4 separate regions of the Mus musculus genome follow, and all the other regions are linked to region 1. The links are chromatin contacts, called in public Hi-C maps. All regions are on one chromosome and are shown on one strand. Each heading gives the region's core, a stretch centred on a gene start, on an enhancer-like site or on the middle of the called end of the contact. The rest is flanking DNA. Distances are from core to core; before and after follow the strand shown.

What was found. Hi-C and Micro-C count contacts between places; a contact is called where the count stands out from the background.
Region 2: a Hi-C map of bone marrow-derived macrophages shows a contact between it and region 1, with 12 read pairs. The contact joins the enhancer-like site here to the promoter of 4930440I19Rik in region 1. A contact is called at or near these places in 19 of 39 promoter capture datasets (the 3T3-L1 cell line, 3T3-L1-derived adipocytes, the C10 cell line and 13 more), 2 of 15 datasets of contacts at CTCF or cohesin (pro-B cells and stem cell-derived epiblast-like cells), 35 of 484 Hi-C or Micro-C datasets (the AML12 cell line, the Ba/F3 cell line, the G1E-ER4 cell line and 22 more) and 26 of 115 datasets of contacts at active chromatin or transcription factors (the 230-238 cell line, DN3 thymocytes, the NIH/3T3 cell line and 18 more).
Region 3: a contact with region 1 is called in a Hi-C map of bone marrow-derived macrophages, with 10 read pairs. The contact joins the enhancer-like site here to the promoter of 4930440I19Rik in region 1. A contact is called at or near these places in 2 of 484 Hi-C or Micro-C datasets (the P5424 cell line and bone marrow-derived macrophages) and 4 of 115 datasets of contacts at active chromatin or transcription factors (bone marrow-derived macrophages, craniofacial prominence, embryonic basal ganglia and 1 more).
Region 4: a Hi-C map of bone marrow-derived macrophages shows a contact between it and region 1, with 2.3 times the contacts expected there. The contact joins the enhancer-like site here to the promoter of 4930440I19Rik in region 1. A contact is called at or near these places in 5 of 484 Hi-C or Micro-C datasets (bone marrow-derived macrophages, cortical neurons, embryonic stem cells and 1 more).

What each region holds. Positions count from the first base shown.
Region 1 is chr2:78,048,517-78,054,002 of GRCm38.p6, forward strand. 4930440I19Rik (RIKEN cDNA 4930440I19 gene) reads left to right here and starts at 2,661. Exons shown (of 7, transcript NR_108098.1): 1 at 2,661-2,822. Gm52519 (a long non-coding RNA gene) reads right to left here and starts at 3,468. Exons shown (of 3, transcript XR_003953861.1): 1 at 3,164-3,468; 2 at 2,565-2,864.
Region 2 is chr2:78,883,928-78,889,413 of GRCm38.p6, forward strand. The region is part of intron 3 of Ube2e3 (ubiquitin-conjugating enzyme E2E 3); the gene reads left to right. Gm51431 (a long non-coding RNA gene) reads left to right here. Exons shown (of 2, transcript XR_003953862.1): 1 at 1-3,859; 2 at 3,891-5,486. Among named protein-coding and RNA genes, the nearest start is that of Gm51431, 13 kb to the left of the region's middle. Within about 2 kb of position 2,689, at least 1 of the 459 cell types and tissues checked has an H3K27ac peak or open chromatin away from gene starts, as enhancers often do. A contact at or near this core is called in bone marrow-derived macrophages, where this site is marked.
Region 3 is chr2:78,839,446-78,844,931 of GRCm38.p6, forward strand. No RefSeq gene overlaps it. Among named protein-coding and RNA genes, the nearest start is that of Ube2e3, 27 kb to the right of the region's middle. Within about 2 kb of position 2,531, at least 34 of the 459 cell types and tissues checked have an H3K27ac peak or open chromatin away from gene starts, as enhancers often do. A contact at or near this core is called in bone marrow-derived macrophages, where this site is marked.
Region 4 is chr2:78,577,283-78,582,768 of GRCm38.p6, forward strand. No RefSeq gene overlaps it. Among named protein-coding and RNA genes, the nearest start is that of Gm39865, 170 kb to the right of the region's middle. Within about 2 kb of position 2,974, at least 27 of the 459 cell types and tissues checked have an H3K27ac peak or open chromatin away from gene starts, as enhancers often do. A contact at or near this core is called in bone marrow-derived macrophages, where this site is marked.

The DNA.
Region 1 (5,486 bases), core at 1,411-3,910:
CACTAGATGGCGCTATTAGAATGGAAACGACTTAGTTTTTCTTCGGTCATAGTATATATCTCCATAAAATCTTCATTTTGAAATCCATCTCAGCATGTTATTTTGGCTTGTCAAGCAGGTCTGCTTCCTGCTGAACTAATGGATTGGGATGATGTAGTATTTAGGGAAAAGATTACCCAATGTTTCCCAAGAGAGCCCAGAGGACTCTAGGCAAAACAGCCAAGAGACATTTTATCCACTTCTGATCCTAGCCAATTTCTACCTGACATTTTTGATACCCTTACGCTTCTCCATGGACATGTAGGGGAGACCCCACAGAGACAATATCTTTGAACTGAGTGAGAGGCCCCGTGCATGCCTTTTCTTCCTAGTCCTGTGTGCTGACGAAGGAAGCTGACGCCCTCAGCCGATTGCTGACCATTGCCAGCTAACTCATCAGTGGTGATTTATCCAGCGGCTTTCAAAGTGCAATTTCTGGACTAGCAGCATCATTTGAGATTCCTTAGAACCTCACATTCTTCCCAAGCCCCCTGAATTGGAAATTCTGGGGCTGGACCACTGCAACCTGCAGTTTCACCAGGCTTCGAGGTAGACCTGATGTTCAGAAACCATAAACAAGGTCTTCGGGCTCTTCACAAACCATCCCTATCCTCCTGTTTGACCTGACATCGCTCTTGAAAGCCCTCAAAGAACAGCCTCAAAGGTGAACAGGTGGGTGGGGTATTTGAACGCCAGTGTGCCCTCCTTGTCCTCTTGAAAGGGCTGCCTCTGCCGTTTTATTCTGAGTGTCACCTCGAAGCACAGCCTCCATTGCAGAGGACTCCTTGAGCCCGTGTCTAGTGTGTAAATGAGGAGGAGGCTGTGATTAGTCATTCCCGTTTCTTTTGGAAGGAAGAGTGAAATGCTCAGGAAAGCCGCCAGGTGGCAGCCTGGTTCCTAAGCGGCTCCTGTATTACTGAAAGGCACTTTCTGGCTTGTTCACTGTAGTCAAAGAAAGGCAATCCAACAGCAGTAGTCATTTATTGACTAGGCTGTTTGTCTTTTTCTCTACTGCAGCATGAGTCAGAGCCCACAGAGGGAAAAAGAGAGGGGAACAACCTACTGATTAATGGGTCAGAAGGCTGCTCTGTAAGACTGTGAGCCACTTCTGCCTCCGTTTCACAGAATGTGGGATGTAGGGAAGCTACAAAGGCGAACATTGGTTAAATACCCAATGAAGCTGGCTCAGTCAACCAGTTCAAACAGGTATCTGGAATATGTCTGTCTTCTGTCCTTTGATGAGCAATGTACCCACACACAGGAATCACATGGAGTAATGTTGACATCTTCTGATGCCCAGAGGCTACAGAGGCAGTCCCTGGGCATCGGTGAGATTAAATCTTCCCAGGTGATTCCAGTGGCAGGAAGCTCTGGAGACCATTTTACCCACATGCATTGGAGTTAAATGCACTGACAATGTGGCCTCAATGAGAAACTGGTTGCTGTCTCATATCGTAGTATAAATTTGATAGAATATGTTGTCATGGTCAGTTCTGTTATTAACAATGGGCAGGGTTTGTCATATGATGGAAAGTGCCCACACCCTTCCCCCAACTACTTCTTCCTTCCTCCCTTTTTCTTTTATTTCCCCTTTTTTTCCCCTTGAAGCTAAGAACACAAACCCAAAATTGAAGATATTTCTACTTCCTGGAGGGATATTCTGACTGAAACCACACTATTCTGTTCTAAAGTACAAAGACCATACCTTTGGCTGTATGCTCTCAGGGGTCCTTCAGCTATATGCCCTAGTTTAAAGGCTACTACGACAGCAAAACATTTAGCTTAGTGCTGATGCGAGGGGAGTTGTTCATATTGATCAGGCAGAGTGAAAACGTTTGCCTGGACAACCCTGAAGTCTTTCAGCAGAGTTTGAAATTTTTCTGTAAGGAAAGATTTTTTTTTTTTTTTTTTTTTTTTTGTACTAAACCAGGTTTTGAAACCTAGAATGCGAATTTTAAAAAATATTTGTTCTAGAAAACCATATATGTTCCCACAGAAAAAGGCAGCCTGGAAGGAAACATAGTTGTAACATATAAAACATGAAATATGCTGAACCGTTGTGTGAAAGGACACATGATGCTAGGCTGAATTCTCGACACCCACGGACGGGGTTCAACCCCGCAGGAACTCCAGCTTCTGGTCCTCTCTCAAGGCTCGTCCAAGTATCACTTCTTGAAATGTAAATATTACTGTAAGAAGCAACTTGTTAAACCCTTGCATCATAAAGCATACCAAGTTTCCCTATAAGTGCAGATTAGCCAAGGAAACTGAGAGGCTTGCGCTGGAAAGCCCAAAGAAAGAGGATGGAGGAAAGAAATGTGTAGTAAGGATTGGGAGCCAAAGGGCCTTTCTCCTTCAGTTTGACATTACAGTTGGCTAGGGCCCAACCATGGACAGTTTAACTTGGTTCATTTGTTGAGTTTATGCTCCTATCCTACAAAATTCTTGCCGACTCCCCCCCCCCCCCCTTTAAATGGTACGTCATAGAGAACAGCAAAAGCTACGGAGTGGCTATGGTGTCTCACGTTGTCTCACGCGACTTCCTAGATTCCAGAGGCTTCTTTTCTGTGGGCGTGGCCAAGGCAGCGGGGGTTTATGACAAAGTTGAGCGACCTCATGTCACTCAAACCAGCTGTATTAAGGAAGGTGCAAGCTTTTGGGATTTCTGTTTGGATTTAGTTTAGGTTCAAAAGAGCACGCACAGATCCTGAGTGTTGTCAAGCACCCGTGACTGGGAAACGGAGGCGTCCGATCCGTATTGGAGTCAATTCGCCACTTAATTGGTGAGTCTCTCCACCTATGGCACTGCAGCAGTACGTTTCTGTCTGCAAACATAAACATATTCAATCAATACAAAGCAAAACCTTGCTTCTCAGAGGCTCTCCTATGCTCTCTTGTTGGTTTGTGAAAATAGCTAAGTAGTGGTGTTCAGTTCATCCTATTAAAGAGCCTTCATCAGGGAATACTGAGACAACTCTTGGTGGCAGCAGGCTTAGTCATCCTGCTGTGACAAAGGGATGAATAATGTTTTTTAAATCTCACATCTACCAACACTCTCTTTTCAAAATGGATCCTCCATTACAGAAAAGGAGCTACTGCAGATACATGCGGTTAGCAGTTCTACCTTTTTCATAGCTTCGTTACTAAATCAAAGGGTGCATGACACCGTTCCTCATAGAATGGAATGACTTCGTGACTTCTCAGCGTTTACAGTTCTCGCTTTGGAAGATGTTGGTTTGTGTTCTTGCGACCGTAAGAGTGACTTCTGTCTTCCTGTTAGCTGCTTTCTCTCACGTCTTGGTTATTAGGCCATTAAACCCTCCTCCATTTGAAATGTGGCTTACTCATGCTTTGTGATGTAGCTGCTATTTGTCAAAACGGTTCTCAGAATCCCATTTTCTGGTTACCATTAGAGCACAGCACGAAACCCTGAAGATAAAGGATGATGTTGGTAAATATTTTCATCAGACTTTGTGAGAATTCAGATTTCTAATAAAATTAATTTGAGAAAAATCAATGACCCTATGAGTTTAAGAGGACTTTCATTATTCCAAGGTAACAGTTTCCAAAGCTTAGTATGTCCTTCAAAAGCTTATTGTCTAAAATGTTCTTTCTCCTCCTTCTAGGGCGGATTTCCCCTTCTGGGTCATGACTAACTACATTGCTCATACTAGCCAGAATTATATATCCCTGTACATTCCCCACTTCTTTTCCACTCAGAATAGTTGATAATCTGCGTAGTTACAAGAATATCCACGCACAGCAGTGGCTTATTCAAAAAAGGTATCATACCACTGTTGTTTCTTTTCCTTGGCAAAAAGGGAATATTTTGTTCCTACAATTATAACTTCTAAATATTAAAAAGTGAGTAGTGAATTCTGATAGACATTTCTTCAAAAATCTGTCAAATTAGAATACATCTTACTACTAAAGTCATTTTGTGATTATAAGCAATAAACTTTTCTTCTTGCTTTTTTCTTTTCTTTTTCCTTATTTTTCTGTTCTTTCTTCTTTTCCTTCCTCCCTTCCTCCCTTCCTCCCTCCCTCCCTTCCTTTCTCTCCCCCCAAACCCCCAGACAGAGTTTCAGGACAACCAGGACTACACGAGAAACTCTGTACTTTTACTCTTTTATATACACAGCCTGCTTTCTCATAGAACCAGCCCAGGATCACCAGCCCAGGGATGGCACCACCCATAGTGGGCTTGTCCCTTCCCCAGAAATCACTAAATCAGAAAATGCTCCGTAGACTTGTCTACAGCCAGATACTATGAAGGCATTTCTCAATTGAGGCTCCCTCCTCTCTGATGACTCTAGCTTGTGTCAAGTTGCCACAAAACGAACCTGTACGACATCAGAGAACAACAAGAGTCAACAATCCTTGTCCTATAGTGGCAAACTTGTCTCTAAATTTGTATCTCCATATTCATAGATTAGGATAGCTCTGGAACATCATCAGAGAATTTTCTTTGTCTGGTGGGCAGTAGTTAAAACAGAAACTCATAACTGAATGCAGGGAATCTGTGTCTGCAGAGTGCTCAGCCACAAATGACACATCTAAGTTTTGCCTTTCCCTAAGGCTCAGGGCCATTGCAGAAGGGAAAGGTACAAACAGTATAAGTACCAGAAGTCAGAGAGGACCAGAGCAAATGATGTCTTCTGGACATGCTGTTTTGTCAGGACTGAGATGCTCATGAACTTGTAGCAGCTGTGCACAAGGCCTGCACAAGGCCTGTATCACATGGCAGCATAGCGGATGGAGAGGCTCTGGAACACCCCCATCCCTAGTCAAGGAGCTATGAAGAGTCAGTTTTCTTTAAGGGTTTGTTCCCTAGGTCAGTGGGTAGCCCCACACTAATGAGAGAACGGACAGCACAAATTGGACTTAGTGGGTTATATAAAAAAGGTGACATGAAGTCAAGAATGGATCAGTGGATGGAAATGGATCTGGTATGAGTTAGGGGAAGGGCTGGAGTCACCATGATTAAGAAGGTGTCATGTGCATGGATGGAATTCTCAAAAAGTAAACTAGTATCTAAAATATCTCTATTTTCATTGACTTTCCTTATAATAAAGGGAAGCCAACTTTAAACCTATTAACTATATCTATCTATCTATCTATCTATCTATCTATCTATCTATCTATCTATCTATCTATCTATCATTTCTGTGTATCTAGATGCATACAAATATATAATAATGCTATATATTTACATAGTATATGGGATCATCAGAGATGTTGTATAGAAAATAGAATAGGAGAATAGGATGTGATGGGTGAGGAAGGCTCTGTCCTTTAAGAAAGGACAGTTGTAGAGAAGTGGCTCACACACAAAGATGGATACTTCAGAGGTTTTGGGGCAAGTCAATTGTAGGAGGTAAGTATATGGGAGAAGTTGGGTGTTTAGTAGTGTTTGTTATGTAGGGTCAGGTTGGTTGTGTGTAATT
Region 2 (5,486 bases), core at 1,439-3,938, 840 kb after region 1:
GGACTATGATAGGCTGCTGAAGCTACTTGGCTTTCTTTATTTGGGTCCACGGATCGAAACTCTTATTGTCATGCCTGAGTGCTGTGTTCTTTGAGCCATCTCTTCAGGCCCAATTTTATTGTCTTAAGTGTCTGTATGAAAAATAATTTCTTCCCTCAACATTTCGCTTCTTAGACCTCTTTCATTATGAAATCTTGTAGTTAATTTGAGGGCTGTAGGGTTATTAGGTGCTGCTGTTTACGTGCATGAGTCCACGGGTGTACACACACAGACAGACACAGACGCTGCTGCTGCTGCTAGTACTCCTACTACCACTACCAACAATGCCACTGAATCTCTTTGTTTTTTTTTTTTTTTTGTTTTTTTTTTTTTTGTATGTTTGTTTTTGTTTTTCTTACTAGTGAGTTTTATTTACAGGCAGACCTGTGTTAATAGGATTTTTATCTGTTACTTGAAAATGTGCCTTTCTAATCTCTTTTATTAGCTTCTTTAGTATTCTAAGAAAACCTGTTTTTAATGCCTGTTAGTCTCTTGCTCTTCATACTTTTAACACCTGAGGACCAAGTATTCAAATATATGAACTTATAGGGCCATTCTCTTTGAAATCACTACACAGATTGGCATTGTGAATGTGTGCATGGCATGTTTATGTGAGGTTGGGAGTGGGGCATGGAGGGTGATTCATTAGTTTAACACAATACCAGGAGTATGTTTTACAGTGTAGTAGATATTTTAAAGTTTGTGCACTCATGATGTGACTGTATGTGGATGTGAGTGTGTGTGTGGGTGGTGGGGGTACATGGGCCCCAGCTCCAGCATATTTGTGGAATCAGTTGTTTGCTTCCACCTTCGCGTGGGTTCTGGGGATTGAACTTTACCTGGTAAGCCTTTTCACTAGCCCTTTCAAATGATTTTAAATAAAATCAAAGTTAGTGTCTGTGAGTAGAAACATTCTAGCAGTTGATGAGACAAAATTGGCAATATGTTTTTGTGTGAGTTGCTTTTAAAAATAGCATGTCTATATCAAGTCAGTGTTGGAGATACAGGAACCCAAAACAAATTGGCTCACAGGATTAAAAAGCTCAGGGTCTGTTTGGCCATCAGTATCTCATTACTTTCAAACTGTACTGACGACTTCTCAGTTAACCCCAGTTTAAACACCCCTTTTTATTTTCATAAAACAACTGATAATACTTCCAGCTTTCTCCTTCAGATTGAGCTACCTTTTCACATAATGTGACTTTCCACCCTAGGCTTTTTTTCACAAATGTTTTCTCATTGCATAATTAGTGTTGATCTATTTAATATTATTTATTAAATAATAAATTGATTTATTGTTGTTGATGATTATTTATTTGTTGATTACCTTTGTTAGCTAAATTGTATCACCGTAATGTGTACATGGAAAAGCACAGTGTGTATAGGGCTTGGTGCAGCCAATTACTCATTAGCAGTCTTTAAATATTTTTATTTTAGGAAATGTTTTTGTATTCATCTGGCTCTGTGCTGTGGCCTGTCTTCTCTTTCTTTACACTGAGTACATCCATGGGTCACCTGCCATGTGCTCTTTCTCCAGTCCAGCTCCTCCCTAGAGAAGTCATGTTATTATTTTAGTTTATGTGTGTAGGTGAAACACCTACGTATATGTCTGTGTACCATGTGTGTGCCTAGTGTCTTTGGAGGACAGAAGAGGGCATCAGATCCCCTGGTACTGGAATTACAGATGGTTGTGAGCTGCCATGTAGGTTCTGGGAATTGAACCCAGGTCTTCTGGAAGAGAAGCAGGTTCACTTAACTGCTGAGCCATCTCTTCAGCATCTGTTTTAATTTTTCAAAAGCATACTTTACACAGAGCAATGCAGTTTATGTATTAAGTAATGCTATAACAGAATGACTTGATACGTTTTGAACAGAAGAAAAAGATTTCAGATGACAGTACCTATTCCACCAAAACAGTTTTTTTCAGTCATTTTTTTCTAAGAGGGTCAGTGTGACAGATGTGTTCCATGATAGGTTATGTTTAATTCCTTTTTTCTTAATAGTCAGAGAAGGTAAAAAAGCAGCCAAGCATTCATCATCACCACCTCAAAGGGATAACATGCTGGATTCATTTGAAATTTAAACAAAAAAAAAAAAAGGTTTTTTTGCTACTTGAGAAAGTATGTATTTTGCATATACAAAAAAAGAACTTTTGGAATGAAAAATAAAACAAAAGTTGTACATCCTCTTTCAAGAGGATGCTCTTGCCTATGGCCATCTTTCCTCAGTATCTTCCCTTGGTCTTTTTTCCAACTTTTAGATTATATTCACACTTATGCCTGCTTTCATATTTCATATATGCATGTATGCATTATAGACTAGGGCTACATGTATAAGAGAGAAGATAGATGCACATGTATTTTCATTCTTAGCTTGGATCCATTCTCTTAAGTATACTTTCCAACACTGTTCTTTTTCCTGAAAATTTTATGATTTCCTTTTCTTTTCCAGATGAGTTATATTTTATTTTGAGTCTGTACCACGTTTTCATTATCTTGTTATTTGCTAATGGACATTCAGGCTGGTCCATTCTTTACTGTTGTAACTAGGGCAGGGACAGCATGGTGTGCAGATGCCTTGGTGATAGGGATGGAGCCTTGCAGGCACTTGTCTAAGAGCGGAATGGCTGTTTTGTACAATGGTTTCATTTCTGAGTTTTAAGGAACCTTCCAGCTGATTGCCATAGTGACTATGCTAATTATACTCCCATAAGTAGTGAGCTAAGGGTTGCTTTTCCCTTACATGCTCCCAACATTTGTTGTCAGATTTCTTGATGATGGGCATTCTTTTTGGGGTGAGGTGTTGTCTCAAAAGTAGTTTTAAAATATGTTTGACTGATGACTCAAATGCTGAATATTTTTAACACTAGTTACTTTTTTTTTTAAAGAATTGTTTATTGTTGATTTTCTGTTTTGTTTTCTTGGTGATTTTAATTTTGGAGTTACTTTTAAATTTTGGGTAATCTCTGTTTGAAATATAGCTGATAAAAGATTTTCTCCACTCTGGCCTGCTAGGGTGCATCCAACCTGGTAACTCTTTGCCTTCCTGTTTAGAAGTTTAATTTTATGGAGTCCTGTTCGATGTCTCTTTGCTCATTCCTGTGCCCTTGTACTTCTGCTTGGAAAGTTCTTGCTTGACTCCAAAAATCCCTGTGTTTTTCGCTGGTAGTTTCAGGGTTTTAATTCAGGTCTGAGATATAATTCTCCTTCATTTTTGTATAAGGTGAAAGATATGGATCTCTTTTATTCCCCTGAACCTGGATATCCAGTTTTGTCGGAAACAGTTATTGAATAGGCTGGGTTTTTTTGCAATGTAGTTTTTGTTACTTTAGTCAAAGATTAAGTGACCATAGCTTTGTCTGTTTATTGCCAAACCCTCTTATTTTGCTCCCAACAATCTGTTTGATTTTATGCCAATACCAGGATATCTTTATTACCATAGCTTATTGTAGTATAATTTGAGGTCAAATATCATGTTACTTCCAGCTGGATTCCTACTCCTCAGGATCGCTGTGGATGATGGTGGCTGTGTTGTTTTGTTTACCTTGTGGTTCCATATACATTCTTGAATTGAGTTTTCTAGACCCATCAAGTATGACTTCAGAATTTAGGTTGTATCACTCAGTCTATAGATTACATTTTGTAGTAAAGCTAATTTCACAATATTAATTCTGCTAGTTCAGGAGAATGAAACGTTTTTTGTCATCTAGTGTCATCTTTGATTTTTCTTTTTCAGTGTCTTGAGGTTTTCATTGTAGAGGGCTCTTGCTTTGGCTAGGTATATTTTCAGGTTCTCTTGCTTTGGCTAGGTATATTTTCAGGTTCTCTTGCTTTGGCTAGGTATATTTTCAGGTTCTTTTCTTTTTGAGTTAATGTGCATGAAACACTTTTTATTCTGAGGGGTCATTGCTATCTTTAATGTTTGTATCTTTTAACTACTTTAAAAAAAATTTTTTTAGTAGATCCTATAAAGTCTTTCTTTAATAGATTCTGCAGTCTTTTAAGGATAAGATCACATCTGCATGTGAGAATAGTTTGACTTTCCTATTTTTAAAACCTTTTGTCTTTCCAGCTCAGATGTAGAGCACAGTATACTGAATAAGAGAGGACAAAGAAGCAGTCTTCTCAGTTTGCTTGTTTAGTGTGATGTTGGCTGTCGGTTTGCTGTATATAGTCTTTATCATTGTGATTTATGTCTTATCAGTTCCTAGTGTCACCAGTACTTGTGTTATGAAACAGTGTGTTCTTAAACTTTGTTCAGTGCTGTTTCAACATTGAGAATGATTATGTCGTTTCTCTTAAGTTGGTTTATGTAGTGTATAACCTTTATGTGTTTTGTTAATATATTCAACCTATCAGGCATTCGTTTGCTGTGGGATGAGAGCAGCGAAGCTGACATATGAATGTGGTTTGTGCTGCAGCTGTTGCTTGTCCCTGAGGTCAAGGTGGCTGTTAGAAAGGGACATGCATTTGCAATGGCTTGTGTAAGTTTAATGAAAGAAATAGCATAGCAGAATCAGCATCTGTGACTTTGAGAGTCACAAACATGCATTTCATCTCAGCTTTCCCTCTTATATTGTCTTAATTAATTTATATTGTGTTTCTCATACCATAAAGACATTTAGGTATGAATCTCTGACTTATAGCTATTGTCAGAACTGTGGATGAATTCTTTATGGCTATGGAATTATACATCTTTATTCCATTTAATGCAAAGATCTACTTTTATACTTTTAATAATTTGGGTATCAGGTCTCAATATCTTAATATGTTTTTGTGAATTTGAAGTTATTTGTTTTAGTTAATGAAGTAATAAAAATGCTTATAACAGTTTGAGTTAATTGGTTTTATTTTTCAAATGACAACACCAAAACAGATTTACTCCTAGAATTAGTTAACTTCAGGTGGAAGTCATAAATAGCTGTAGACCAGGATGAGGTTAAGATTTTACACACACACACACACACACACACACACACACACACACACGCGAGTATATGATTACAAATAAACCAAGAGTCCTGACCTAAACACCAGTGGGTGGCTTAGGACTGTTGTTGGAGGCTGCTACAGCAGTCACAGAGACAATAAAAGCTAGAATTAAACATTCTTGTATGAAAAGTTTTTCTAAGACTCTCTTATTCAATTCAATGGCATAAAGTTGACTTATATTAACATGGCTACACTTTTACATCTAGGATACAGTCTCTTCTTAGGGATTTGGCCTGATTTTGTCTTTCTTAAATTTCATGAAGGCTACTTCTGAGTCCAAGGTGGCAAGATAAATGAGATTCTAATTAAAATTAAATTCAGATCAACAGTGTATTATTTCAGACACAGACACACATGAAAGGAGAGGGAGGGAGGGAGGGAGGGAGGGCAAGCAAGGGAGCTCGAGACAGAGCATGTGTGTGTGTGTGTGTGTGTGTGTGTGTGTGTTTGTGTGTG
Region 3 (5,486 bases), core at 1,281-3,780, 790 kb after region 1:
TGGCTTTTTTTATTGTCTCCTCTATTTCAGATATACAAAGCATCCATTTGTCTGCATGACATGTTATATTATGACCATGGTATTAGAAAGATGGTGTCCCCTCTTCATGGAGTTAGGAGTTTAACAAGGCAGACAGAGAAAAAATGACAGATTGTATGGTTCATCGTGTAATGACAGTTACCACGATGTTCACAGTTTCAGGACTAAGATCTGTGATAGAAAATACCCTGAGAGCTAGATCTAATCTGGAAAGCTCAAGCAAAGATTTTGTAAAGTATGTTTACCTGGAGCTCAGCATCTGTGGTATTAGCTTATAACAGCAGATGGAGTTGGGGCACGGAAACCTAGGCATAAAGAGCAATGTGTTTAAATAAACTGAAGGTGGAAAAAACTGGAGCGCTTCAGACACTGAGGCAAAGCCAGTTTGGAGGCAAGGCAGAGAAGGATAATGGTTTTCTCCTGAGCCAGCAAGACAGAGTGGTCTGACCAAGCACCTCTTATAGGCAAGTATTGGATTTAGACCCTTAGCTAATCTGAAATTGGCTTTTGAAGCTCTAGGGCAGGCTTTCCCAAAACTCTTACCTGATCCAACAGGATTTTATTTTTCTGAAAGATCTGTGGATGCACATGGGCTTCCTGACTAAAAGAAATAGCAACGAAATCGAAAACTGATCTCATGGTATTTCCCAGAATCCTATGAAGTCAAGGAGACTCTTTGGGCTTTGGAATGGACTGAATTACATGCCCCCCCCCAATTTATATTGTTCATAATATATACTGATCTCAGAATGTGACCATTTTTGGAAACAGTTGTTATAGCTACACTGGCAGAGGACAGACTGCTAATACAGATGACCATGTCCTTAAAATAAGAAATTTGTATACACACACATATAGAGAAGGTCAGATGAACATGGATTTTATCACATGGCTAAGAAATGGAGAAGCTTAGAAGGAAGCCTGAAACAGACCACTTACCTTCAATTATCATCTCTAACTGTCATAACCACGTAGCATCTCTATCCAATGGTGCTAAAGGCTTATTTCATAGAATTTGAAAACCTAGGTCTGAGATATATATACATTTCAAATACTTCTCAAATTAAAATATAAACAATTCAAGTATCTGAGAAAGTTTTGTAACTCATGAAATACTTGAAGTTGAATATTTTATAAGGAAAAATTTCACCATACTTGCTATGGTTGGAGTCCAACCATTAGTACTCCGGTTTCTACTAATTGAGCTTCTGATTATGTGTTATAACATGGAGTGCAGAGAGGGAATAACTCAGTGTGGAAGGGTCCAACATGCAAAATGTCTTTGCTTTGTAAGTCCTCTTGGCTAGGCCTCATGGCATAGGCCTTAGACTGATGCAAGACAATCATGATTTCAAGGCCAGTCTGGATTGCAAGAGATCTTATCTTTTAAAAAAATCTAGCCAGGCAGTGGTAGTGAATGCCTTTAATCCCAGCACTTGGGAGGCAGAGGAAGGTGGATTTCTAAGTTAATGGCCAGCCTGGTCTACAAAGTGAGTTCCAGGACAGCCAGGGCTATACAGAAAAACCCTGTCTTGAAACAAACAAACAAACAGAAAAAAAAAAAAACAACAAAAAAAATCCCACAACAACAACAAAAAACTATACTAAACTAACAAATAAGTAAAAAGGGGTCTAGAGATATAGCTCAGTGCCAAGGCCGTTTATACTGAGTGAGGTCTTAGCACCTCAGTTAAAAAAGGAAGAGGAGGAAGAAAAGGAAGATGAGTAGAAGAAGAGGAGGGAGGAGAAAGAGGAGGAGGAGGAAAAGTAGAAAAAAGAAGGAGGAAGAAAAGAAGAAGAAGGAAAAGAAGAGGAAGAAAAAGAAGAAACAGCAAGCAAGCATCATTAGGAAAATGGATTGAGGTATAGAAGAGCCTCCACTCTCAAGAATGACCATCAATCCCTTCAAAGTAATGGCCAGTGTGATTTACTCATCTTCTAGTAGGCTGTAATATCATGTTTCCACTATCTCAAAATAAAAGAAAATTATTTAAAAACCATGCATCAAATAATAGATATGTTCCTTTCCAATAACAAGTCAAGCCCTACTGTGAAGTTTGATAGAAGAAGATGAAGACAATAGCTTATTTACTTTGCTTCCAACAGTATTGAAATACTGCCACATTCAGAGCCGAGCCTTAATCTGGTACTTTGTTCTGTGGCTATATCTGACAAACGGAAAATATTTTTGAAAGATGTAAGAAGTTCTCTGACTAGCCCTACCCTTTCTGTCCACACCTTAACTACCAGTCACTTCCCCTTGATTGTACACTGGTCTTAACGTATCATTTTTAAGAAATATCTTAGAACAAAAGTGATATTGCTTTGCTCCAATAGCATCATACAAAAAAAGCCAATTGTTCTGTCTTGGGCACTCTTGGTCAGTCTCTTGTTCTTCCTTGCTTGAGTTGCTTTGGGAACACCAGCAACCTCTCTGTGAGGAGGTCCTTTGTAAAAAGTCATGTGAGTGTTGATGGAGGCAGATCTTCTGAGACTTCCCCAAATGAGACTGCAGCTCTGCTTGGCATCTAGACAGACCTTTCTGTGTGGCTTCCAGCTAGAGATCCAGCCACGTCACTTCCAGATTCCTACGCCACAGAAACTGTGTGAGGTGATAAGTATTTTTAGCTTTAACCACCAAGTTTTGAGCTAATTTGTTACAACGTGATAAACAAGTTTTATAACATTATGTTCACTGCTTTTCTTTCCGTACTAAATTTAGTCTAATTTTACTTTGGGAGCTAGGAATGAGATTGCTAACTGGATTGAATTTGATCTTCTAAGGATAAAGCCATTATACAATTGGCTTGTGGTGGTGATGGTGGTTGTTTTTTGTTTGTTTGTTTGTTTGTTTGGGTTTGGTGGAGATTTCCATAATCAATTTTAGTAAACTACCACACCCATTATGTTTCTGTGACATGTATAAATTTATTTTTTCAAATCTTGGTGAAATTCCTAATAATGGAAACTAAGTATATCATTAAAAAGTACTTAGTAGGTGAACTAGCCATGACATCAGGCCTAGATACACATATCATAAAGTGCCAAGAATTTCATGTGTTTGGAATATCTTATGCAGTTCATTCGATTTCTCATTAATCCATCCAGAAAGCATCTGCTGATTCTGTATTATGGCCAGGCATTACAGTAGGGAATCGGGTATCCAGTCAACTGGAGTTAATCTTGCCCTCCCAAACTTAAGTCTAACAGGTCAGACAAGCGAATAACCATTTTGATAGACAGCAATAAGTGACAGAAATAGCCGTTGACCCTGGTCCTATTAGTATCATAGGGAGGCTCGGGAGGATGAGAGAAAGTTCTCCTTAAAACCTTTAAAAGGATAAGTAGGATTTAGCCAAATATAAGAAAGCTTGATGGAAGTACTTCACATAGAAGGTAAATATATGTCAAAGCACAGAAAAGAAAAGGAGTTCGAAACTTCACGGGCACTTGAGGTCATTTATTAAGTTGTAAGGGAATGACTGGGGTTTGGCTGTAAGATACGAATCTGGGAAAGACAAGAGACAGATCTTCACAGGACAGTTGAGCCCATGAAGGATTCCCATTTGTTCCCAGCAGATGAGTTACGTTCGAATCATCTGAAGCAGAAAATGATAGATTCCCTCATCCCACTAGAGACCTACTAAGTCACATACTGTGATTGGAGATTTTGTTTTGTTTTGGTTTGGTTTTTGTTTTTTTGTTTTTTGAGACAGGGTTTCTCTGTGTAGCCCTGGCTGTCATGAGACTCACTCTGTAAACCAGGCTGGCCTCGAACTCAAAAATCTGCCTGCCTCTGCCTCCCGAGTGCTGGGATTAAAGGAGTGCGTCACCACGCCCGGCAGGAATTGGAGATTTTAATGAGCGTCCCAGGTCACTGTTTGTGAAACATGTGTTAATGCATAGAGCATTTTAAGAGGAGAACAAAATACATCTGGCTGCCACTAGTATGAAATATTTTTAAAAATGTAGAAGCCAGTCAAATTTAAATTTAATAACATTAAGGTGTAGCATAATGTTCCTTGCTGGACTAAGCCTCTACTTCCAAAGTGAATATGAGCCCCCCCCACCCCCCCCACCCCCGCTGCCATAGAGCTACAGTCTCAGAATTCAGACTGTCCCTACACTGGGTCATAGAACAACTTGGCTCATCCACTAATTTTCCCCACACACAAACTGTTATGAAGTCCAATGTATATGACCCATTTGTTGTCATTTGATAGTCAGTTAAGATCGTGGGGGTCTTAAGTTCATGCACTACTTAGGATTGGGTTCAGATAAAGTGACAGAAAGTCATTTACATGACTGCACAGAACAGATACATATGACTGTCTTCATAAAAGACTGGGAAGATGACACAGGCCTAGTATGGCACAAAGTTTGTCAGGCACTCGGGCTTCTAATTCACTTTCTTACCAAGTGGTCTGACTTCCTCCCACCCCACGACTCTAAATATCTCATGGAATAAGAGGGTCACAGTTTATAAAAGCATGAGGCTATGTTCCACAGGTCATAGAAAGTGCTTTTTTAAAAGTACCCCTTTTCTTTGTAAGGACATTCTCCAGAGACTACAATGCCACATTTGTTTATTTTGTTTCATTATTTTAAGACAAATTTTCATATAAAGCAGGTTGACAACAAACTCTTTTTTTATATATAGTAGAGAATAGAGTTTATTCAGGGAATGGGGAGGGGAGTTGAGTGAGAAGGCAGTAGAGACAGAGAAAGGCAGAGGGGAAGAGGGAGAGGGAGGGGAAAAGGGGGAGAGGGAGAGAGGGAGAGGGAAGGAGAGAGGGAGAAGGAGAGAGAGGGGGAGGGAGGAGGGAGAGGGAGAGGGAGAGGGAGAGGGAGAGGGAGAGGGAGGAGAAGGAGAGGGAGGAGAAGGAGAGGGAGGAGAAGGAGAGGGAGAGGGAGAGAGGGAGAGGGAAAGAGTAGAGGCCGGCCTTGAGCACTGGAGATAGATGGGGAGGGGGAGCAGAAGGGAGAGGACAGAGCGAGAGCAAGAAAGCTAGAGGACAACAAACTCTTAACTCTCCTGCTTTCCAGTGATTGGGCTACACATAGGCTGTGTTACATCACGTGGCAAGCCGCGCTTCTGTATACCCATAACCACATTAAGCTGCAGGGATGCTGAGAAATGCAGCCTTCATTACAAGAAAAGGAATGCTAAAGTATAGGCAGATTACTTATTCCATTTTTTAATTTTGTCATTAGAGCCCACAAAACACACACACACACACCAAAAGCTGGTCTATTGTTTTATAAACCTAGAATGACCACGGATATTGAGCAAGGTGGTTATGGCATTGTTATGGTTCAGACCACTCCCATTTTAACTGTCTTAATTATATGAGAGTGAAAATAAAACTCCAAACTTTTTCATTGAATCTAGGGAACCATAAAAAACAGTGTCAATTTCAAGCACACCTATACAGCTAAGCACACAG
Region 4 (5,486 bases), core at 1,724-4,223, 530 kb after region 1:
AAGAGATCAGCAGTGTCCATGTTTGGGTGGTGCAGGAGTAATGTATTATGAAGGTTAGCAGAATGATGATTGCTTCTGATTTACTTGTATGCCATTACTAAGTTGTACTCACTCATGTGAACTGTGTCTTCTTGCTTGACTACGGAAGAACTAAATGACCAAATCACCCTACGCTGCCTCCATCGCTAAGTGTCAGATACTCTCCCTATAGAATTCAGCTATATCATAGGTCTGCTAAAACTTATCATCTTAAAGCCCTTTAAAGGAAAAAAGTCAAATAACTATTACATCCTAATTACAAACTTTATGTTACCAGGGGAGAGGCTTGTAGGAAAAGTTTTGGTTCTCTTGTAATGACTGAAGATTTCTGCTCTGAGAAATGTCCAGAGAGTAATCATGGTGTCTATGAAATTTTCCTCCTTTCTGTTTTTCATCCATACATCTCTCTCCCTTTTCTTTTTTTTCATTATTAACTTTTATTTATTATTTCAAATGGAATTGTATCACAGAATGAAGCATTATTTATATAGAATAAACTTAGAAAATATAAAAAAATAATTTTTTTAGCATCTCCCCTGAGCTCAGCTCAGTTACTGTGCCTCTGTTATTATTTCCCTATTTAGGAACATTGACACATTTTACAACTAAAAGTAATGATCAGAATTCTTATCATTTTAATCCATTGTTCCTTTTCTTCTTATTAAATATGATAAATTTAAATCAAAACCAAACTTTAAATTGTAGAGTTCAAATGGTTGGATTTAATTCTCTTTTTTTTTCCTATGGATAAATAAAATTTATTCAGCTCATGTTTTAGCAGTTAAAAGTCTGGACAGTATAACTATATAATATAGACTCTGTTGGGTGTATTGATTTTGACAAATTCTTTTTCATTTTCTTTTAATTTTATTTATTTACATTTCAAATGTTATCCCCTTTCCCAGTTTCCTCTCTGCAAAGCCCCTATTCCACCCGTCCTACTTCCATGAGGGTGCTCCCCCACCCACCTACCCACTCCTGCCTCATGGCCCTAGCATTCCTCTACATTGGGGCATCAAGCCTTCATAAGACCAAGGGCCTCCCCTTCCATTGATGCCAGATAAGGCCCCTTCAGCTCCATCAGTCCTTTCCCTAACTCCTCCATTGGGGTCCCTGTGCTCAGTGTCAGGCTTGTCTATGGCCATCATTCTTGAAAACACATTACTCATAAATCATTGACCATTACAGGTATCATAGAGTTTCTACATTTTTGTCAGTAGTCACTCATCCTTGGGAAATGACACAGCATATGGTGTTGATATGCAACAGATAATCTCCCCATTGTTAACCTTTGTGTGTGTGTTGTATATGTATGTGTTATGAAAAGGATTAATGTTTCTATGTTTCTAATCATTAGACACAATGCCCATAGGTATCTTACTTGATGTTTCAAATCTGGAACTAATAAGCAAGGAAAGTATTCCTTGTTACAGTATGACTGCCCAACAATAAGCCACTAATGGTCTCCCCGAGCCCCTGGGCAGTAATAGGAGTGAGTCCACACACCTGATCTGTGGAGGGGGCATGCAGATGGAATTATAACAGATTTCAGCAGCTTGTTTCTCACTAACTTTAAGGGAGAGAAATAGACTGCAGAGAAAATGATTTTCCAGTGGGGTCATTTAAAGTCCTTAGGGTGGGCTTTCTCTCAACTGAGTGAGAATATAAATTGGTCACAGGAGTACTCTAAATCACTGTTGGCCGGACTCGGTTCTGCTGCACAAACCTCACTCTGGCTCTGAGGCACAAGCTCTTGATTAGGTAGTCTGAATGCTCCTTAGGGGAAGAAAGAGAAGTATGTCTGCCTGGAATCTTATTATTCCTTATCTCCTAGGACATTGTCCATACAGTAAAGACCTATTCACTGTACTTACAAAGATAACTGTGTTAGCATTGCAGAGCAGTAACTAGGTCTATGACATTTGGGTCTCCTGGGGGAGGTGTTCTTTGGGTCTTTTTTTCTTTTCTTTTCTCCCCAAACACCATTCATTAATGATGCTACCTAGTAAATGTTGAATGGAAGTCCAATAATCAAGACAATCGGCAGTTGCTGGTGGGAGTCTCAGCCATTAGAGTCTTGAGGAGGTGGCACCTCATTGCTGTTCTGTTCCTCTTGTTTCTGTTACTTGGTTTGAGACTTTTAAAATTCTTGTTATTGTCCTCTGTTAAGCCTAATGGGTGATATTAATCGTAATTCTCTCACTTACTAGCAATTTCTACGAAAATTCTATATAACTTTAATTTACACCAGAGCACGTTCTCAAAATGATACTTTTACAATACAGGGGGTGCTTTTGCACTCTAGGACTATCTAATAGGTTTCATATATTTGCACAGATTGAGAACATGAATGACAAGGCATGTTAAAAACAAGTCTTGCAACTGTAATTTCTTAAATTGGGCAACAGAGTCAGGAGAATGTCATGTAAAGCTAAGCGCTGATCAGTATATACTGAAATTCTTTCTTCTAAAACAAACAAAAAAGACAAAAAATGAAGAAGAGAAGGAAGAAGGTAGGGAGAGAGAAAGGAAGAAGGCACAAAAAGCAAGGAGAGACCACTATCTCCATGGCTAGATCAAGACAGTTCACAGAGCTGAGCCATTTTCCCAGTCTCTGGAAGAGGCTGGATAGAGTGAGAATCTAACCTTTGCTTCCTCATCCTGCTGAGTAAGGTAATTGGAAAACTTATAGAGTGTTTCTATGCATCAATTTCTATTTTAAAAACATAATACTTTTATTTAAAACAACTTTCTCAAACATTCTATGGCCAGCTTTTTTAAGCATAGCTTTTTTTTTTTTTTTTTTTCTTAGCAAGTAGTGAAGTTAGTAGTCATGCTGTCCCAGAATAAGGAACCTCTTTAACTTGCACTGTGTTTTTCTAAAAGATGACACATATCAGGAACTTCACAGGCAGGAAGTAGAGCTGAGAGCTGAGCAAACCATGACTCGCACGTGTTATCAGTCACCCACGATTGGCTGTTTCCTGTGAGCGTTGAAGCCCATATTTGGTTTTTATAACAAAAACGTTATTTCTTTCTGCAGAGCAGAAGTATTTGCATCCCAGCGAGACAGATAAAAGAGTCCTGAGTGGCATTCTCACTGGCAGATAGTGATGGAGAGACGAAAAGCTCAAGGTTGCAGGCGGTGGGATGTGGGGCTGTGATTGCCTTGTTCTGGGAATTACATAGCATGAGATGCCTGGTCATAACAATCTGTTATCTGGGGGTAACGAGAGAGGGACTTGTAAGGGTGGGACTTGTAATGGAGGAGTGGAGGAGGGGGGGCTGTGATCAGAATGTAAAGTGAATAAATGAATTTATGAAGAGAATCTGTTATCTGCCATTTTTGCCACATTCTTTTGGAGCTGCATGAAAATAATTGGTTATTTTCCCATTTGTTTAAGAGTCTTCCTTTCAAAGATTGGAAGGAAATTATATATTAAATATGTGTGTGTGTGTGTAATTCTCAATCACTCTATAGCTAATTTTAAGCAAGTAGTGAAGATAAATATATATATATATATCCAGGATCACTATTGTTAACCATTCATGCAAATGTATAATTCAAATTACCATCATCTAGGAGATATTTTTATTATCTCTCATTTCACAAACAAAAATAGTAATTAATAGAAAACATAAATTCTGGGATAATTTTGCAGAAACAAACAGCTGATAAATGAAATTATTAAGAGGATAATACAAACTTCATCCACTTACTTATCAAAAATAAATTTACAGTGTTTTTTTAAAATGACTTCCACATTTCCTACAAATAATAACAATTTTAGTCAGACACAGTAATTTTGTTTTTTTAATTTTCACCGTGCTCCTCTCTTAACTATTTTTTTTCAGTATTTTATTTGCCATAAGAAGATATTTTTATTTTGTCAGAGGCTGGGAGATTCAATTTTTTAACATACATAATGTTAATGTTAGTCTTTGTTCACTGAACACTCACATGTCTCCTGTTGACAGGTTGTCAAGAAATATGTCTCCCTCAGAGAAAATCAGTGATGCAATTCTTGGTAATGAGGTATACTCACCAGAGTGCCCCTTACTGTTCCCGTGTGCCTTGATGTGATGTCTGAACTATTTGTTTGCTCTGCTATTAAGATAGCATTTGTAAATGTAATGGGAGCAGATTATTCCTTCCCAGAAATATTTATGGAAGTGCTTTCAAAGGACCATTCAATCCACAGTTGCTACAGATGCAGCCTGCAGCACTGGGGGTTGCTTCTAAAACTGTGTGGACTAAAACATCATCCTACAAACCAGTTAAAATGAGTTAACTTATTTTGTGTCTGAACACATATTAGAGATCATAGGCTGTTTTATATATGCAGATCATATGTGTGTGTACTTTCTGTAAAATAGAAGCAATCATCTTATGTCAAAAGGGATTGGGTAAACTGTTTCAGTTTAAGAAAGAGAGCTTCCCTCAGGTATTCATGCTGCTCAAAGAAAAGCCTTTTCATATCCTAAATGTATCTTCTTCCTGAAAACGTTTTAAAAACACTACAATGCTCTTCTTGCAATGGACTTAAAGCTACACTTCACAGCACCTGGATGCCAATAGATTTAAATGTGAGGCTGGACTAGTCTTGCTTTCTGTAGACTGCTGATAAATTTTCTATAAAATGGAAACACCCTAGTGGATGGATAATTTAGTGGATGCACATACAGGTGATGTTTGTGACAAGCAATGACTTTCATCTGTCCAATGAAGAATCATATTCTTTTGTTAAGTATCTCACTAGGCTTTTTGTATTATCTTTTGCTCTAAAAACTCTCCAGGAACATATCGGACTATATGATGATAGCCAACAGATGCTAACACACTGTTGTCAAGAGTGAACCAAAGGTGTGTGACAGGGCTAAGTTTGACTCAAAGCTTCACAACAGCCATAATACCACAGAGATGTGACTTTTGCACACCTGTAAATACTTTTGCCTTTTGTTTTGGATTATCTAGTGGTGTGGCAATTTGTAAATAGGAAAAATGTATTGAAGCAACTCCAGACATGTAAAAGGATTATTGCACCTCTGGAAAGAGTGAGTGTATTCTCAATGGAATGAGGAAACCCAAGCCTTCCAATGAAATTGATTTACTACTTAACGCACATCAAAAGCAGCATGGTGTAGGTTCAGATAGCAGTTTGTGACAACTTGATTTATGTTAATCAAATGAATGGTGTGTTTTCCCAACACATAAATGAAGTACACATTTTAAAAAATTACTTAAGAAAATGGCTGTTTAAAACATTACTCATCACTATGAAAGCTAGCAGACATTTCACATTTATATTATATTGATGACATATAGTTGTCACTGAAGAGACATCTTCGTACTCATTCATCATTATAACAAATAAAAAGTTCATATTTCTAATTTTATTTACTTTCTTATAAAATGTTTAAATGTATATCAGACACTGGAAATAGAT